Linked DNA regions of Macaca mulatta: region 1 is linked to region 2. A link is a contact called in public Hi-C data. All regions are on one chromosome and are shown on one strand. The core of a region is the stretch at or near the end of the contact, and the rest is flanking DNA. Distances in the headings are between cores, read along the strand shown.

Evidence for each region. Hi-C and Micro-C count contacts between places; a contact is called where the count stands out from the background.
Region 1: a Hi-C map of liver shows a contact between it and region 2, with 2.2 times the contacts expected there. The contact joins the promoter of SOX13 here to the promoter of SNRPE in region 2.

The regions. Positions count from the first base shown.
Region 1 is chr1:61,816,876-61,820,633 of T2T-MMU8v2.0, forward strand. SOX13 (SRY-box transcription factor 13) reads left to right here and starts at 1,381. Exons shown (of 13, transcript XM_078003844.1): 1 at 1,381-1,978.
Region 2 is chr1:61,597,054-61,601,114 of T2T-MMU8v2.0, forward strand. SNRPE (small nuclear ribonucleoprotein polypeptide E) reads left to right here and starts at 1,802. Exons shown (of 5, transcript NM_001266775.1): 1 at 1,802-1,897; 2 at 2,382-2,408; 3 at 3,876-3,938. The coding sequence starts at 1,844.

The DNA of each region.
Region 1 (3,758 bases), core at 131-2,630, 220 kb after region 2:
CCAGTCCCCATACCCCAGTGTCTTTGGTGGCCCTGTGCCCATTTGCCTGCCCTATCTTAGCCCTCTCCACTTCACTGCAATGGTATATTCACCCATTCCTTTACAAAATCAGAATCCAGAAAGGGAAGGACACTGTCTCATTTGTCTTCGTGTCCCCAGCACTCAGGTAAGCCAGGCATATGTAGATGTTTTTTTTTTTTGGAGATGGAGTCTCACTCTGTCGCCCAGGCTGGAGTGCGGTGGTGCGTTCTCCACTCACTGCAACCTCCGCCTCCCAGGTTCAAGCAATTCTTCTGCCTCAGCCTCTCCAGTAGTTGGAGTTACAGGCATGCACCACCACACCCGGCTAATTTTTGTATTTTTAGTAGAGAGGGGGTTTCACCAGGCTGGTCTCGAACTCCTAACCTCAGGTGATACCCTGCCTTGGCCTCCCAAAGTGCTGGGATTAAAGGCATGAGCCACCGCGCCCGGTCACATGTGGACATTTGATAAATATGTTGAATGAACCGAAACCAACTCTGCATTCTCCCCCACCCTCCCATATAATGGGACAGGAGAAAATAAGAGATTTATATGAGAGGCTGCAAATGATAGGATTAGGGAGTGGTTGGAGATATCAGGAATCCATCTAGCTACAGGTGAGATCAGGTTTTTTGTTTGTTTGTTTGTTTGTTTGTTTTTTGAGCCGAGTCTCGCTCTGTCGCCCAGGCTGGAGTGCAATGGCGCGATCTTGGCTCACTGCAACCTCTGACTCCCGGGTTCAAGCGATTCTCCTGCCTTAGCCTTCCGAGTACGGGTGTTACAGGCGCGTGCCATCACGCCCGGCTAATTTTTTGTATTTTTAGTAGAGACGGGGTTTCACCATATTAGCCAGGATTGTCTCGATCTCCTGACCTAGTGATCCGCCCGCCTCGGCCTCCCAAATTGCTGGGATTACAGGCGTGAGCCACCGCGCCCGGCCGAGATCAGGTTCCCAGAGAAATGGGTTATTTAAAAACCCCGAGTTCAGGCTATCTGTCTGGAGGGGCTAGGAGGCTTGGAGTTGGACCAGTAACTTCTTAGGTCTAGCTTCAAGGAGTGAAGATTCTCTGTAGCGATCTGCATACCTGGGCAGTGGGAGCGGGCAGAATCCTTCTTTCTTCTCTTCTCTACACCCCCTCACTCCACCTCCACCCTCCACCGCCGCCCGGAAACCTTAAGCTTTCTCCTTTCCAACAGAGGTTTCCAGCTGTTGATGCCTGGATGGACCCGGCTGCAGGGGGGAGGAGGAAACTCTCTGTCCCTCCCTTCTTCTGCATGTCCCCACCCTCCCTCCCTCCCTCCTCCCCCCTCCCCCTGCGCGCTCTCAGTCTCCCTCCCTCTTTCTCCTCTAGGCTGTCCAGTAGCCTCGCAGCGGCGAGCAGCGAGCGCCCTGCTCCAGTCCCGGCTTGGAATTGAACTGTGTGAGCACCGGTCCTGGAACCCGGGTCCAGAACCGGCGAGCCCGGGTCTGAGCCCAGAGCTCAGCGGTCAGCCTCGTAGGCCCTGACTCGGAACCAAGCCGAGGCGCTGAGCGTGGAGCCGGAGAGCCGGAGAGCCGGAGAGCAGGGCGGGCCGGCCGGCTGCGCGTCGGACTAGTGGCGGAGCAGGACCGCGGAAGGCAGGGAGACGGCCGCAAACCCAGGGCAGAGGGCAGAGGGCAGAGAGCGGCCTGGCTCGGTGGAGAGGGCGCCGCCCGGCCGGAACCAAGCTCGCCGCCCGGGACGGCGGCCCCCCGTGGGGCGCGGACCCAGGGTGGCCGTGGGTCCGCAGCGACTCCCCGGCCGACGGCGGGGGGCGTGCCCCCTCCCAGCCCAGCCTCACCAACCCGGCCCGCCCGCGGCGTCGCGGGGGCATGTGAGCGGGAAGCGTAGGCTGCCAGCCGCGAGGACCGCACGGAGTTGGAGCAGGAGCGCGGAGCCGCGAGCCCCGAGCCCCGAGCCCCGCGCCTGGCTGAGTAGTAAGTGCACCCCTCCGCGCCATGATCGCGCCGTCGCGCCCATCTCCCCAGCCCGCTGAAGTTTGACACTTGCGCCCCTACGTTTCTGGGCACCCACCGGCTCTCTTCCCTGCGAGTTTCCACCCCGTGCAAAGTTTTTCGAGGAGGGACGGACCCTCACCTACCCCCAACAACCCTGGGCAGAGGCGGCTCCTCCCTGGCCGACTTGGGTCCTTGTGGAAAGGGGTGGCAGCCTGTAAGGCAGTGCGTGGCTGTGTGTGTGTGTGTGTTTGTGTGTGTGTGTGTGTGTGTGTGTGTGTGTGCGCGCGCGCGCGCGCGTTCACCACGCGGGTCGAGCTTAGGGTGCACCCTCAACCCGCTCCTCGCCGACCGCAGAGGACTAGGTCTTTCTCATTAGCCCGACTATGCGCCTAGTTCAAGGATTTCTCAGTGGGAAGCCGAGGCGACCTGCGCGCGTCCTGCGTGGGGCTCAGGTGCCTGCGACGAGGCGCAGAGCTCCTCCGCCATGGTTGCGTGGGGTGCTGGGGGACAGACGCGCGCCCCTTGCCGCGGTTTCAGGGTCGTTCCCCAGCGGACCAGACTGGCGCCGCATCCTGTTTGTTTTCTGCTCCGGCTGCTCCCGTCCCACCCCCACCCCCACCCCAGGCTGCTTTTTACTACCCACACCTCCCGCCCTGGGATATCGTAGGTGAGCCTTTTCATCCCGATTCCGCTGCAAACGCTGATCGCGCCTAGGGGTAGGGAGATGCGGAGCGGGTAGTCACTCAGTTCCCAGCGGCTCGCCATTGTTTTCCCACCCCGCGCGTTCCGTACGTAAACACACACGCACACACAAGGTTGTGTGTGTGCGCCTGCTCTGGCTGCTTCCAGTCCCCAGGCGCGCAGGGATCGCCCGCGGGATTCGCCCAGCTGCCCGCATGGGTCTTCAGGCTGGAGGCGCTCCAGGACTAACTGGAGCTGGAGAAGGCAAGAGACGTGGGGGTTGCCGGAGAGTACCGGGCGGGGCAGTGAGCCGGGCCTGGGCGGGAAGTGAATTTTGAACTTCAGCCCTGGACCTTTCCGGGAGGACCCCGAACGCTGGAGCGGCGGCTCCCGCCCTGGAGGGCCCGCGGCAGCTGCAAAGACTCCGCTGGCGCTCTTGGCAGCCGCCACGGTGACAGAGGCTTGGAGGAAGCCGAAGAGTTTTCCTGGGAAGTTTGCTTTGACTCTCTGGGAATTTCCGGGCAGGACGCCTCGGCGCTGGCGCTGGCGCTGGCGAAGGGGTCTGGCCAAAGACGGCCAGAGACGATGCTGCTGGCTCTTGACCACTAGGCTGTACTTGGCTCTCAGTAGTCCAAGTAGGTGGGTCCCTACTTCCCGGAGTTCATGCCTTCCAAACCGGTATCCCCCAAACGATCACGACATGCCGGTTTCAAAGATGGGTGCATAAGTCTGTTCGTTTCGCAGTCCTGGGAGGCAAGCTTGGTTCTGGCCGGGCGGCGCTCTCCGTCGAGCCAGGCCGCTCTCTGCCCTCTGCTCTCTGCCCTGGGCTTGGGGCGGTCTCCCTGCCTTCCGCGGTTCTGTTTTCGGACCCGTCCGACGCGGCGCCAGCCCGCTAGCTCCTTTTCTCCGGCTCCCCGGCTCCCAGGCTCCCCGACTCCGTAATCCGCGCCTCGGCGCAGTCGGGAGTCAGGGCCTGAGGCTGACCCCTGTTTCTACTGTGCTTCATTAGAAAGCACCTCGCAAGATGCTGGGATTCAGCACATTTGGATTCCAGTTCCCCATCGATGGGCAGCGTGGG
Region 2 (4,061 bases), core at 552-3,051:
CTGGTCTCGAACTCCTGACCTTGTGATCCACCCACCTCAGCCTCCCAAAGTGCTGGGATTTACAGGCATGAGCCACTGTGCCCAGCCCCGGCTGAAATTTTTTAAAGGAAATAGTTATGCCAAGCATTTGCTAGCTTTGTGTAGTTTATTTATTCTTATTTATTTTTTTGAGACAGAGTCTCGCTCTGTCGCCAAGGCTGGAGTGCAGTGGCATGATCTCGGCTCACTGCAACCTCTGCCTCCCGGCGATTTGCAGACAGCGATTCTCCTGTCTCAGTCTCCCACAGTAGCTGGGATTACAGGCGTGTGCTACCATGCATGGCTAATTTTTGTATTTTTAGTAGAGACAAGGTTTCACCATGTTGCCCAGGCTGGTCTCGAACTCCCGACCTCAGATGACCCACCTGCCTCGGCCTCCCAAAATGCTGGGATTACATGCATGAGCCTGGCCACTTCGTGTAGTTTAAAAATCACTTTCAATTCAAACCCTTTCTGAGGTTGTCATTACTATTATCCCCACTAAACAGAAGCCCTCAGAAAAGCTAATTTTGATTCTGCCATTTGCCCTAATCCGTGTTCCCTTAAGGCAAGTCCTTTCAAAAGTCTAAACTTCAGTTTCCTCTTCTATAACATGTGTATGCCAATTAAACGAACTCTCTGCCAGGCCACAAGCCATGACACAATGGAAAGGTAGTTGGGCTTTGGGGTCAGGCACAACTACGAATTCCAGCTCCTCCACTTAGTAGCTGTGTTATCCAGGGAAGGGCATGTTCTGACACTGGCTGACGCCTAACTGTGTGCACACATAGACAATTCTTTCATTGAATCTTCAACCCCCTGAGTAAAGTTAATCTTTAATCTCCGTTTTGAAAACTAAGCCAAGACACGGTGAGGCTGAGTAATTTATCCTTTGTCACCCAACTCTAAAAGAGCTGGATTTGCGCCCGGCATGTAGATTTCAGCGTCTTCATGGTAGATCGCCACCCTCAGTTGCCACCTGAACAGTAAACTCGCTCCACGAAGTGGCTGAGCTGAATCCGTAACTGGAGCGAACCAGCCGTCTGGCTTTGGAATGCAGACCGCCCCTGGCCGACTGCCAGAGGCGGGAGGCCTGAAGTTTGGGCTTCTTGCCGCCCTACCCTGTCCACCACAACGCTGTTATCAAGCCTAAACTTTTAGGAAAGGCACGAAATTAACTCACTTTACACACAGAGATACACAGTGGGACGATTTTGGCTTTTTAAGCTAACTCAGAAAATGGAGATACGGGCTGGGCGCAGTGTCTCACGCCTGTAATCCCAGCACTTTGGGAGGCCGAGGCGGGCGAATCTTGAGGTCAGGAGATCGAGACCATACTGGCCAACATGGTGAAACCCCGTCTCTACCAACAATACAAAAAATTAGTAGGACGTGGTGGCACGCGCCTGTAGTCCCAGCTACTCGGGAGGCTGAGGCAGGAGAATCGCTTGAACCCGGGAGGCGGAGGTTGCAGTAAGCTGAGATCGCGCCACTGCACTCTAGCCTGGGCGAGAGAGCGAGACTTCGCCTCAAAAAAAAAAAAAAGAAAAGAAAAGAAATTGGAGACATGGCAACCGAAGGCACCTCCTCCCGCCTGCCTCCAGGTGGCGCTATAGGACCGGTCCACCTTCCACAGCGCAGACGCCTCAGTTTGGCCTCCCTCGGAGGCCATGCAGCGGAGAAACATGACTTCGTGGCTAGAGGGGCATTTCCTAGGAGACGCCCATGTCGCCGCGTAACCTTCACATACTTCCGCTTCCGGTTCTTTATTCCGGAAATTGCTCTCAGAGGCAGCGTGAGGTTGTGCTCTTTGTGAAATTTCACCATGGCGTACCGTGGCCAGGGCCAGAAAGTGCAGAAGGTTATGGTGCAGCCCATCGTATCCTACGCAGGATGTCAGGACTGGGAGGTTCGGGCCAGAATACGGGGTGCGAAGGCGCAGACTGAGAGCAGGCCTGGGGTAGCGGAGTACGAATCCACATCCCATGAGCCCCCGGGGCGACCAAGACTGGAAGAAAGCGCGGGTAGTTGAAGAACCGTGATGGTGGGGAGGTGGTCTTGGGTGGACCCCTGCCGTGGGGGAATGCAGGAATGGAGGCGGCGAAAGGAGGGAAGAGAACTTTAGGTGCGGAGTGAAAACGGGAGTTAAAGGTTTCGGGAAACTCCAGGGGAATGAAAGTAGAAGGGATGTTCTTTAATCTTTAGAAGACCCCTAATGAATGCCCAGCTGGGCACTTTTTGTTTGCGTAAGCACCAGACCTCGCGTTCAGTATACCAAGGTGAGACGGGAACAGGGTCGTCCAGTTGTTTCAGGAAGCAGTCTATGCTGCTTTTGTATTTTTTCCTTAGCCACTGTGGTGCAGAACCTCATCTTCAGATACTTACAAAATGTACGTAAGTTGCTTGTTTCATAACTATTTTTTAAATAAGAGATGAACTGATTTAGTTTTTTGTGTTAACCTGAGTGATCGCTGTGTTCTAGAATTTAAAAATAGATGTAACTGGAGATTGAAGGGTAATCGAGGGGAAGGAGTACTGAGAAAGCACTAATGTGGTGAAGTGGTGTGTATCCATGCCACTTCCCAACATGCAAAGAATTGTATTATTACTTTGCAAGATCAAAAATACTTTTTAATTCCAAAAAGTATTATCAGCAGACTTGAGCATGGTATTTGGGCATCAGTAGTTTTGTTAGTAGTGATTATGCCTAGAACGTTGGAACCTCTCCCCTTTAAGATGAAACACATTGGAAGAAAAAACCAACTTAAACCATGTCAAGAGGTGGTGTGTTTAATATCTGTTGGAAAACTTAAAGACGGAAAAAGAAAGAAGGGGTAGCTTCAGAGGAATTTGGTGGCAGCTGCTTTCCTTTGGGGGGAACTTTAGCAACTTAAATTTTATAGTGTGACAGCACAACTGAAAAACATTAATTTCAGGTGATAATAATTTTTAACCACCTGAATTGAGGGCTCCTGTCCTGGTTGTTAGGTGTGTGACATGAGAAAGCTTTGTTTTGGAACTGGATTTTGCTGCAAGATATAAGCCCTTGGTCATTAGAAATTGCTGCTTTGTGCTATGCTGTCAAAAACTTTCACTCTTAAATAGATTGAAACCAGAAGCAGTAAGAAATGTTGAGTCCCAAGATCACAGGAAAATTATTAGGTTATATAGTTCCAATATAGAACTTATTAAATGAAAATTCTCTTTGAGATTATTATTACTGGTGAATAATTCTTAGATATGGGCTAATTAGTTAAAACTCTTGACTTACATTCATTACAGTTTTTTTTAGGAGCCATATTTCTCTTGTCGTTTGACCAAAATGGTTAGGTTTTGTGTACTTCAATTTTGGGAGGGGGGCGGGGGAGGGGGCAAGATCTTGCTTAATGTTGCACAGGCTAATCTTGAACACCTGGCCACAAAGCGAATTATTCTGCTTTGGCATCCCAAAGTACTGGAATTACAGGTGTGAATCGAGGCAGCTGGCCTGTTTTTCTTTTTCTTTTTTTTCTTTTCTTTTCTTTTTTTTTTAAGACGGAGTCTCACTCTGTCCCCCAGGCTGGAGTGTAGTGGCTCGATCTCGGCTCACTGCAGTTTCCGCCTCCCGGGGTCAAGTGATTCCCCTGCTTCAGCCTCCTGATAACTGGTACTACAGGCGTGTGCTACCATGCCCAGCTAATTTTTTTTGTATTTTTAGTAGAGATGGGGCTTCACCATGTTAGCCAGGATGCTCTCTATCTCTTGACCTTGTGATTCACCTGCCTGGGCCTCCCCAAGTGCTGGGATTACAGGCATGAGTCGCTGCGCCTGGCCCCATTTTTCTTTTTTTAACGTTTCCACTTTTATGATTATTTCAGAGATCGCGGATTCAGGTGTGGCTCTATGAGCAAGTGAATATGCGGATAGAAGGCTGTATCATTGTGAGTATCCAGGCAATTTTATCTCATAGCAGTTTGGTCATAGAAAAAGATTTCTCAGAAAGTGGCTAGCCAGAACAGTGTATAAAAAGTGAAAGATCCAACCTAAGCAAAGTTTTTTGGGGG